3 separate regions of the Mus musculus genome follow, and all the other regions are linked to region 1. A link is a contact called in public Hi-C data. All regions are on one chromosome and are shown on one strand. The core of a region is the stretch at or near the end of the contact, and the rest is flanking DNA. Distances in the headings are between cores, read along the strand shown.

Region 1 (3,570 bases), core at 455-2,954:
TTTTCACACGTGACATCACTTAGACAACACTGTCATCCCTTGCAAATAACAAAACCACGGCCTGGAGAAATTTTTTAAATGTACCTGTGTCAGTAAGATGCCTGAGCAAGTGAAGACAGTCGCCACCAAGCCTACCCACCTAATTCCATCCCATGGTGGAAGGAGAGAACTGACTTCTGTAAGTTGTCCTCTGATCTCCCTCCATGCATGCACATAGAGGCTATCCTCTGTTACACACACAGACACACACACACAGACACACACACACAGGATAGATAGATAGATAGATAGATAGATAGATAGATAGATAGATAGATAGATGATAGATAGTCTAAAATAACACCCCCCTAATTCACACTACTAAGAAAGAGAACAGTCTGAAGGGCCATGAAATTGCTCAGTCAGAAAAGTATTCACTGCACAAGCGTAAAAACCTGATTCAATTCTCAGAGCCCATGTGAAAAAGTTGGACATGACAGTGTAATACCAACACTAAGAGATGGAGACAGGGGCATCCCCAGGGCTAACTGGCTAGCCTAGCTTTCTTGGAAAGTCTTGAGTCTGTCAAAACCCTGTCTCAAAAATCAGTAGGTAGATCATATACTGAGGAATGATAATAGAAGCTGTCCTCTGTTCCAGACATGCACATACGTGCGCACACACACACACACACATAGAAACACATATGCACATGTGTGTGTTCATACACACAGAGAAAGAACAAATTATTTGAAAGCCACTGTTTTAGCATGTTAGTTGTCGATGGTTCTATAACACAATGCCCTGATGTGTCAGTACTTAGTGGGTCAGGAATCCAGGCGTGGCTTAGTAGGTGCCTCAGCTTCCCTCGGGGTCTATAATCAAGCTGTCAAAGAGGTCTGAAGTCTAATCCAAAGGTTTAACTGGACAAGCCTCCATTCCTCACCTCACTCAGGTGGGAAATCTCTTGGCAGGATTTATTTCTTAGTGGTCTGTTGGGCTAAGGGTCTCGGTTTCTTGCTGCTAGTCAGAAATGAGTCACTAGACTGAGTCTACACTTAAGGGAAGAGGGTTACACCAAGAGTTGCTGGTCCCTGAGACTGTGTTAAAGGCTGTTTACCCACAGCTGCTTTCCCTTTGGATTAAGCAGACTGCATTAATATGCACACGATTTAGTCTTCTGAAAGGGCCTTTTCCCGGTCTCACATGCATTGGCTGCATTTGTCTTGCCCACACCCTTGTGGGATTTCCTGATGCATTTGAAATCTAGTCTCCTTTTGGTTGCAATCTTCTTCCTCCTCACTTCTCCTCCACTCCTGAAATCTTCACTCCAGAGAAGCCTCATGCATCACATCTATCCTGGGAGCACCTAATCCAGTGTCGAGATTTACAGATAAGAGCATTGAGACTCAGATTCAGTCAAGAGAAGGGGCCTCCCCCAAATCCCACAGGAAGCCATAGGCAGGCAGGGCAGGGACCCTGAGCCTCATCTGCAGCATATCCCTACACACCAAGATCCTTGCTGCGAAATCAATCCAAACCAGGCTCTTGAGCTCTAGGGGAAATGCAGACATTTCATCAACATACAAATGAGGGAAACACTTTGGTGGCTCTTCTCCCCCTGTCCCCATCCTTTGCTTCACAGGGGGCTGGCTTCGTTCCCTCCTGGGAACGGGAAGAGCTCACTAGTTAGCTGAGCTGTGAGCAAGCCTTTTTGTGTGAAAAGCCGAAGAGTCCAGGAGGATACAGCTTCTCTGTGGTCACACAATGCCCTCTAGCCTTGAGTCAGGGTAGTTCCAGGAGGAAATTTTGGAAAACAATGAAGGACTGTGAATCGCACAAAGCCCACTGTGCCCTTAAGACAAAGCTGTACGATCTGGAGATCCTGAGGACCCAAGAACTGCCAGAGAACTGCCATGAGAAGCACGGGCACGGTGCAGCAGTTCCTGAGAGTCTGTCTGTCCCTTTCAGACTCTCAAGAGGGACCACAGCAGCATCCATGAACAAAAGGGTTGAGATCTTTTTTGTAACTTTCCAAATATCTGAAACATTTTCCCTGATGTAAAAAAGATTAACAAATGATCGTGCACCTCTTATTTGGCTTTTGGAGTGCAGGGGATTCATCTCAAGCCCTGCACGTGCTAGGAAACGCTGCCAGGGCTTCATCTACAGCCCACCTGTCATATATCCAGTCCAAACACTGTGGGCTTAATGTCACACATCTGCCCTGTCCTGTCCACCATTCAGAGTATTATACTCCTTCATCTGAATAGGCAATAGAAAGCTGGTGTTTGTATTACAGGTTTACTCAATAGATGTCTACTAATTACCTATGTGCTGTGTGTTAAGGACATGAGCCGAATGAACTCCTGAGGTATTAAGTAATCTCTCTCCAATTTCCACCTACTTTCTTGCTTCTGAGCTGTGCAAGTCCCTGGAGCCCGCTCAGATCACCTTCAGTGCCAGGGTTGGAGATGTTCAAAGCATCTCTTTTCTTATCCACTAAAATGGTTCCAGGGCATCAACATTCCAAGGTAACCCTTGGAACTGAGCTAAGTTCACCAGAGGAGAAGGCAGCTGCACTTGCCCCTAGAGTAGAACCTGCAAGAAAGCAAAGGCAAATCAGGCAAAGAGAGCTAAGCCCAGGAGAAAATACATCTGATGGTGGCCTGGGCCCTAGGCCCTTCATCTATCTTCTAAGAAAACAGAAACTGGCGTTCTATTATTGTCAACAGAAAATGTCATCGGTGGATCATCAGTCCTTAAGGAGCTCACAGTCCAGTAAGGCAAAGTGTATCTGATACAGAGTACTATGTGAGCATGATTGTTAGTATGGAAACATGCCTACAAAGGTGGTTTGTTTTTTCTGAAAATAAATAGAGGGAATATTAAAGAATCCCCCATAGGAAGTCTGCCTTCTGCTGTGATGTGCCAGAACAATTTGGACAGGCAGCAATGACCAGGAGGAAGGACACGGATACATAAAAAGTAGAGAGAGGCAGGACCATGTTCCAAAGTAAGCCTGTGCATTGGGGAAGTTTCCCTTAGGAAGGATTCAGAATCTTTATAAGGACAGTGAAGCTATATCTTCTGGACATGTGTACATGTATGTCCCACTCAAAAACTCACAAGATTTGATAACACTGAGTCCAGCCAGTATTCCAGCACAGGCTGGAAAGTAGCTCCTGAGACCATGACTCCCATTTGAGGAGCTGTTGGCAGTTAATGGTTGCTGGTGATAGGAAAAGTCCTTTTCTTCAGGGCTATAGCCTCTGGTAGGTTGCCCATGATACAGTAACTCCCACCCAAAACAACAGAAGGCATGAGAGCAAGTGGAGCTCCTTGGAAAGAAGAAGAGGCTCCACAGAAGTCTAAGGAGGATAAAAGATGATGAAGAGAGAGAGGGGGGTGAAAATACATGTATGAACTGGTCAAAGGTAAGTTTAAATTGGGATTTCATGTGTCACTGAAATGACTCAGACCTCAGCTATTTGGACCACAAAATAAGATCATACTTATTTGCTAAAATCCTTTATGAGCTACATCACATGCCAGAAAAGTTACCTTTTCTAGGTGTATATTTAGTGAATT
Region 2 (3,570 bases), core at 436-2,935, 1.5 Mb before region 1:
TAGAATTGGGAACAAAACACCCATGGAAGGAGTTACAGAGACAAAGTTTGGAGCCGAGACGAAAGGATGGACCATCTAGAGACTGCCATACCTGGGGATCCATCTCATAATCAGCCTCCAAACGCTGACATCATTGCATACACCAGCAAGATTTTGCTGAAAGGACCCTGATATAGCTGTCTCTTGTGAGGCTATGCCGGGGCCTGGCAAACACAGAAGTGGATGCTCACAGTCAGCTATTGGATGGAACACAGGGCCCCCAATTGAGGAGCTAGATAAAGTACCTAAGCAGCTAAAGGGGTCTGCAACCCTATAGGTGGGTTGTTCTTATTTTTGAATAATATTTTTTGTTAATTCTTTGATGATTTCATAGACTATACTTTTATATTTATCCTTCATATCCTTCGACAGTATCAAATTTGGAGATTCTAGAAACTGAATTGAAAGTATGGAAGACTCCTTAGTTTGACTTCTTATCCACCTCCCTCCTGGGGGAACATTTTGATCAGATAGCCACTTAAGTTTCTCTATCATCATGATCATCATATCTTAGGAAAGGATTTAGGAAGAAAATCATAAAAAGCTGGGCATCTCCTAACAGCAGGCTATGGTGTGGCTCACTAAGAATGTGCTGTTAGTGCATTTTAATGACATGGGTTATAATATCTTATTAAGGATTGCAAGAGCATCTAACCATCATTTAATAAATATTAATGAGGCATTTACAAATCGCACCTTAATTTATAGTGTTGGAACTCATGTCCTGCCTTGGTCCTCAATGCACGTGGGGCACAGTTCCATGACAGAGGATACCATAGTAACATTATGTCATCCCAGTACCATAAGTGATTTTAAAATAATAATAATAACAGTAATAGTAATTCTTGGAGTTCAGTTCAGTGCAATGAAGCTTGATACCCAAAGCAGTTTTAGCAATTATTATTCTGTTTGGGAACATTAAAACATAATCTACCATGAATTTATAATCCATAGCTTCTCTCTCATTCACTTTTTAATAATAGGCAATAATTATAAGCCCTCGTGCAAAACTTCCTGCAGATGTTGGGAGATCCTTGCTCATCTGGCACATGCTGGTATTCAGGGGATTGGTTGATACTGGATGTGTGCTCTGCTGATTCTGTTTCTGATATTCATAGAGCTTAGAGCATGGCTGCACATCCTTGCCTTGTGGCCTGGCCGTTACCCCGATAGCACTCTTCCTGTCCTTACTGTGAGGCCCATTCCAGGGTGCGATCATGACTACTGTTCCCAATTCACACTGGCCTTCAGCCAGAGTGGCATTTGCAAGGGCTTGGAGGTTTTCCAGGTTACAGAAAGCAAAATTGAAAATGCACTTAAAAATCACCTCATTCTACTTCTTTGGTGGACAAGGAAATGAGGCCTGGTGGGGAAAGAGCAGTGGGGTTCATAGGGTCACATGGAGAGGCAAAAACAGACTTGTCCCAAGGAATGCAACTTAGTCTTTTCCAAGCTCCCGGTTGAGAAGAAATGGCATGTGCTTTTAGACTCTGCGTTTAAGTGGTGTTGACTAGAAGGCGTATGTTTGGGAAGGTGCTGATCTGGAGAATACTGGTCCTCTGGATCAGGTGGTCTAGCCCTCGGGACTTCAAGCTGGGCTCCAGTGCAGGTGCCTAAGGATCATCAGTATTAAGAGGAAGTGACCAGCAGATGGCGACGTAGGGATTCAAACTGCAGCATCCACGTCCTAATGCTGCCCTGGGTCTGGGATTCACAAACCCAAGCAGAAAAGTATCCAGCTTGGAAAGGGGGCTCTGGATTCGTCCAAGTGTTTTCCTGCAACACTTGGACGTATTGGGTAGCCTTTTCCTAGGTGGGTGGGTAAAGCCAGATGAAGGGACGCCAGTGCATGCTCCAGTCTCTATTTGAATCAGATCCTTGGGGCAGTGCAAAGAGAATATCAGGGACAGGAGAAGCCCACACAGGGCCTTTGTGCAGACTAGGGATGCCTGCTCTTTACAAGCTATTGCCAGAGTTCAAGGCAGAAGAGGAGGCAGGAAGTTTTTTGTTGCATCCCAGGATGTGAGGACGCTTACTTCAGTCTCCAGCCTGGTGTTGCTTTTGTCCCTTCACAGCTCTGTTACGCTGTTCTGTTAGGCTGTCTACTGTACAGTAGACAGTACTGCTAGGCTGTCTTAAAGTAGTAGATTCACCTGTGTGCCTTTGTTTTACAAAGAGATTTAAGTGACTTTTTGAAATTGTGTTACTCAGTAGGAAAAGGATGCTTATATTTCTAAATCAGTAAGCCTTGACTTTCCTCCCTGTTTCCCTGCCTCTGACACTTGGTCCTTATCTATACATATTGACACCTCTCACCACAGATTCTCTCCTTGCCTGTCTCTGCAGCTGTGGTATTTCTATACAGGGATGGAGGAAGAGAGTCTCTAGTCCCTTGGAAGTGCCGACTGACCCATCAAACAGACATTCTACTCCTGCAACCCTTAGCTAGCAAGGCAAGCACCAACTCTTCCTTCTTCTATACCCAACCTTACATTCCTGCCACCACTGAGCACTGGTCCACCTGTGCCTCAGAGTTAGAGAAAGCTTATGCTTTGTCCCTGCTTCTCTGGTTCTTACTGACAGTTTGTGGTATCTCCTGAATGCACAGCAACAGTGTCTCCAGGAAAGGCTGGGACACCCTGGCTGCTGGACTTCCTCTGATGTAGATAGTATTGCCCCTGGAGTCTGGAGTGAGTCTATCTGAAGAAGCTGAGCCCAATTACAACCAGACACAACCTGAAAGTTGTTCCATTTTTCTCATCACCGGGCTTTCCTAAGGATCCTTGATAAGAGCAGGACACTGCTTTCATTTCATGACTCCTCTTTTCCAAGCTCTGCTCAGACCTTGCAGTGCCAAGAACAAGATCCCTGACTTGTTGTGAGAATGGGTGCTTCCTGCAGGTGGGACCTGCATCTTCCTCTACTGTCAGTCACAGTGTGTACAGTTGAGCACACACACACAAACACACAGAGAGAGAGAGAGAGAGAGAGAGAGAGAGAGAGAGAGAGAGAGAGAGAGAGACAGGCAGACAGACAGACAGACAGACACAGAGACACAGAGAGATGCACATAGTGTTTTTCTGGTTAAAAAAAAAAACAAGCAATTGGACAAAGAAGACAAGGCAAATCTCTGGATCGATTCATTGCAACTGTTTTATTTAACCAGCATTATATAATAATGACTTAGGGCCAGGAAGTGATTAAAGAGCTTTTGAGGCATAAACACACATACCTAGTCAAAACTCTATGATATGCCATTATTCATACTCCCTCTGATGAACTCCTGGAAGCTCATACCAGCCAAGCCACCTGCTCAGAGCCCAGTAAAGAGGCCAAGTTCTGGATTCAAACCCATGTTGTCAGAATTTACGTTTGCTCTAAGCTGCTTTTATAATTTCTGTTGTCTCTGACAGCTTATTGTTGTTTGACCCACCCACTGTATTTGGATTTACCAGACCACAATACAAGAAGTCACAGAGTTCAGTCCCCAAAGCTAGCTGGCAGGGCTCAATTTTGAGAAGACACAGGGAG
Region 3 (3,570 bases), core at 637-3,136, 1.5 Mb before region 1:
CCTACTAAGCCCTCTTGGTAGTTCCTCATTACTCTTCATAATGATAAAGGCTAAAAGTGTTTTCAATATACCCACATATGACAACCAACCTAAGTTGGCTTGAAATGTTCTGGTTTTCACATTGGATGTCCTGTAACTCTGGAACCCTGGTCCAAACAGGACTTTTAGCCAATTTCCTTTCCATGCTATATACTATGTGTGAGGGGCCTGAATATTGCCCATGCATATTGGTTCAAGAATATGTGAAATTTGTGTCTGTGTATACATATTTGCATGTATGTGAGGGTGTGTCTCTGTGTGTGAAGACCTGAGTGTGTGTGCATACGTACTTTCATATATTTAGGGGTGTCTCTATATGTGAAGAACTGTGTGTGTACATGTATTTGCATGTGAGGTGGGTGTGTCTGTGTGTGTGAAGAGGAGGTTAACCTTTGGTGTCTTCTTTAGTTATTCTCCCTTTTGTTGAGACAGGGTCTCTCAGTTTGAACTGAATCATGCTGATATGATTGTGATCTTTGACTCATTAGCCCCGAGCATGCCCTGCCTAAAAATTACAAGAGTGCGCCTCCATACCCAGGAGTTTCTTTATGTGGGTTTTGTGGATCCAAGCAACATCCTCTGGTTTGCAAAGCCAGTTGTGGACTTCACTGACTGCTCCATCACACCAGCCCTATGATTTGCATATTTTCCAGCTGAGGACTTTGTGTCTAAGTGCCATTTCTTTGTGGTTTCCATTGCTGTGCTTCTGTTGGTCACTATTTTACAAAAAGACATGGTCATTGCTCCTCCCACCCCCTTGCCTATTATGCATCATGATGGTCCTGTCTATGGGATACGTTAACAGGTGCCTCACCACCTGCTCAGCTCTGTAGATGACTCCACAATTTAGCTAACGCACTTTAATTATTTAGGTGACATTTTGCTTTATGTAGTTTTAAGGAGAAATATAAATGAATGAGAGACTTAATTCCATGGTTTCCTCTGTATGATGTATAAAGATGAGACTAATGACCAAGACTCCACTCAGAGCACAAGTTCATCTTCTCCCTTTCCCTTAAAGGCTACCATGTGTTTTAATATTAATTTCTCCCTTATCCATATATCAATAATTGAGTTCTGCATCAATTAATATGCTGGGCAAATTGTATTCCCCGTCCTCTCCTTCACGATGCATTTCAGTAATGGAGATAATTTTCAAGATAAAGTATACAATTTAAAATGGATTAAAAAAGAACAACTAATAAAGGGGAATTGATTCATGGGCAAAATTTTTTGGATAATTTCAGGAAATCTTAGCTGTGCATCTAGCCTGTGCATTTTCTAAGGAGAGCTTGTCAACATGATCAAGTTTTATGCACCCTGCAAAATTTTCCAGGTCTGTAATTGCACAGGATGAGGGAAAAGAAGTAATAAACACACACACAGCGACACACACACAAACACACACACACGCTCGCTCTCGAGCATACACACACACACACACACACACAAGCATACCTACATGACATACATAGAAGAATGCACACTTACACATATGTACACACACTTAAACACATATACACATGCATGCTTGCATTCTCCACATGCAACAAAATCAGCCGTGCTGCTGGGAACATGTGCACAATTCCTTCCCTTGGTTTAAGAAGGCTAAACATTCATGCCAGCAAGTCTTCGGAGCTTTCCATTTGCTGACTGTTGCTGGTGGGGGTTGGCTTTTCTTTTGATTTGATAGACTGGCACACAGGCTTCCAAGGCTATCTGTTCCTTTCCCCCTCCCAGATTCCGATACAAACCCAAGCTGAGAGCCAAGCAAGGCAGACATGGACAGGCAGCAGCTGCTGCAGCAAGCAAGACCCACAGTCTCTAAGCCCGCAGTGACACGATGGAGCCGGTAGATGGCTGTAGACAAGTGTGCTGAGCATGTGGAGCGAAGAGGAATGAGTCTGGGGAGGCCTTGACCTAACTGGATGCTGCTTTTATCTGAAGTACATTTAAAGAGATAAAGGGGAAGCCGGGAGAGGCACATGTTCTTTTCTCTGCAGCTGGAGCTTCGACTTAAAAAAAAAATCTCCGAGTCGCCAGCTCTGTGCTGATATGCTTGCCTCTGAGGATCAACCCTCCAGTAAATTCCTCCAGTAGGGACTTTGGGAATCTCCTCCTCGCTGTCAGGATTTGCTATAGCACCTGCCTTTACTGATCATACCAGGCTATTATTGTTATTATTATTTTTTATTGTTACTGTTATCATTATCACCCTCACCACTAGCGGTCTCAACAGTGTCTGTGTTCCCACTATGCTTGCTGCCTGAAGTACTAGATTTGCTCATGAGACAGCCACCCCAAGAATTCTTACCTAAGCAGTCTTGACTAGAGCGAGAAGAAAAGGCAAGAGTTAGGAAGGGAAAGGAAAGAGGGGGAGGGAGGAGGAGAGGGGAGGGAGAGGAGGAGAGGAGAGAGAGAGAGGAGAGAGAGAGAGAGAGGGAGAGAGAGAGAGAGAGAAGCAAGCAGCCCGGAGCAAGTCACTCCACACACGTTGCCACTGAAGGAATGCTGTCCTGATAAACTCATAAACAATCATAGCAAACCTGGTGTAAGGAAATAAGAGGGACTCTGAGGACTTGGCAGGAAAAGGCAAGAATCTCTACCGAGTGGTTTTCAGTTTTTCTTCCAGATACTCTTGGTGAAGTGAGGAGACTTCTGTTTGCTGACAGAGCCTTTGATTTCTCTTGCAAGATGATGATGTATTTGTGGGTAGGTAGTCTCTCTCTCTCTTTCTCTCTCTCTCTCTCTCTCGCTCTCTCTCTCATTCTCTCTGTCTTTCTCTGATTAATAAATTGACTTCGGGTATAAAAATTGCAGCCTAGAGTAATCGTATTTCGTGTAAGGTGATTATGCCGATGCAGGATAATCTTGCATGGCTACGGTACATGTGCAGGCTTTTCCAGTGGGAGTTAGGCAAGACTTGCTTCATTAGTGCTGAGCTACAATTTTATTTTCACGTGCGAAGGGAAACAAAAAAAAATGTGTGTGTATGTGTGTCCGCACACGTACATGTGGGTACGTGTACAATGTGCATGTGTGGAGTAGGGGAATATGTTGCTTTCTCTCTCTTTTTTTTGAGACATTGGTGGTGAATTCAGAGTAAAGAGCAGATCTAGGAATGTCGTTTTAAGCATGGAGCAAATTCTCTCTCACTTGTAGCTGCGTAGAATTTCATTTAATTACAAAGCAGCGTGCTGAGAAGTGATGGCTGTGTATACATATACATATATGTCTCCTGTACAAATAACTCCTTATTTCTCATGTTGGGTTTGAACATTTTAGATGAAAGCTGAGTGTTTTATTTGCTTAAAACAGATGTGTGTGTGTGTGTGTGTGTGTGTGTGTGTGTGTGTGTGTAGATATACTGAGAATGCTGCTCTGGTCAAATGTAGATTTCGATGCACTTTTTCTGTCTTATTGATAAATGTATATAGTTATTTGTCTAAGTCGTGGTATTAAATAAACATACAAAAGTAGTGGTCTGTTATTATAGGTGACAATATTTAACTGGTGAAGTAATTGGGAAAA

The links. Hi-C and Micro-C count contacts between places; a contact is called where the count stands out from the background.
Region 2: a Hi-C map of stem cell-derived motor neurons shows a contact between it and region 1, with 4 times the contacts expected there. The contact joins two enhancer-like sites. A contact is called at or near these places in 4 of 39 promoter capture datasets (cranial neural crest, frontonasal cranial neural crest, maxillary cranial neural crest and 1 more), 1 of 15 datasets of contacts at CTCF or cohesin (stem cell-derived epiblast-like cells), 27 of 484 Hi-C or Micro-C datasets (Sertoli cells, cardiomyocytes, cerebellar granule neurons and 17 more) and 1 of 115 datasets of contacts at active chromatin or transcription factors (astrocytes).
Region 3: a contact with region 1 is called in a Hi-C map of cortical neurons, with 5 times the contacts expected there. The contact joins two enhancer-like sites. A contact is called at or near these places in 5 of 39 promoter capture datasets (cranial neural crest, frontonasal cranial neural crest, hippocampal neurons and 2 more), 13 of 484 Hi-C or Micro-C datasets (cardiomyocytes, cerebellar granule neurons, cerebellum and 7 more) and 1 of 115 datasets of contacts at active chromatin or transcription factors (embryonic stem cells).

What each region holds. Positions count from the first base shown.
Region 1 is chr16:8,331,802-8,335,371 of GRCm38.p6, forward strand. No RefSeq gene overlaps it. Among named protein-coding and RNA genes, the nearest start is that of Gm26159, 3.4 kb to the right of the region's middle. Within about 2 kb of position 1,705, at least 51 of the 459 cell types and tissues checked have an H3K27ac peak or open chromatin away from gene starts, as enhancers often do. A contact at or near this core is called in cortical neurons, hippocampal neurons, muscle stem cells and 1 more, where this site is marked.
Region 2 is chr16:6,790,141-6,793,710 of GRCm38.p6, forward strand. It overlaps a transcript of Rbfox1 not described here. Among named protein-coding and RNA genes, the nearest start is that of Rbfox1, 280 kb to the right of the region's middle. Within about 2 kb of position 1,686, at least 6 of the 459 cell types and tissues checked have an H3K27ac peak or open chromatin away from gene starts, as enhancers often do. A contact at or near this core is called in stem cell-derived motor neurons, where this site is marked.
Region 3 is chr16:6,837,910-6,841,479 of GRCm38.p6, forward strand. It overlaps a transcript of Rbfox1 not described here. Among named protein-coding and RNA genes, the nearest start is that of Rbfox1, 230 kb to the right of the region's middle. Within about 2 kb of position 1,887, at least 12 of the 459 cell types and tissues checked have an H3K27ac peak or open chromatin away from gene starts, as enhancers often do. A contact at or near this core is called in cortical neurons, hippocampal neurons and muscle stem cells, where this site is marked.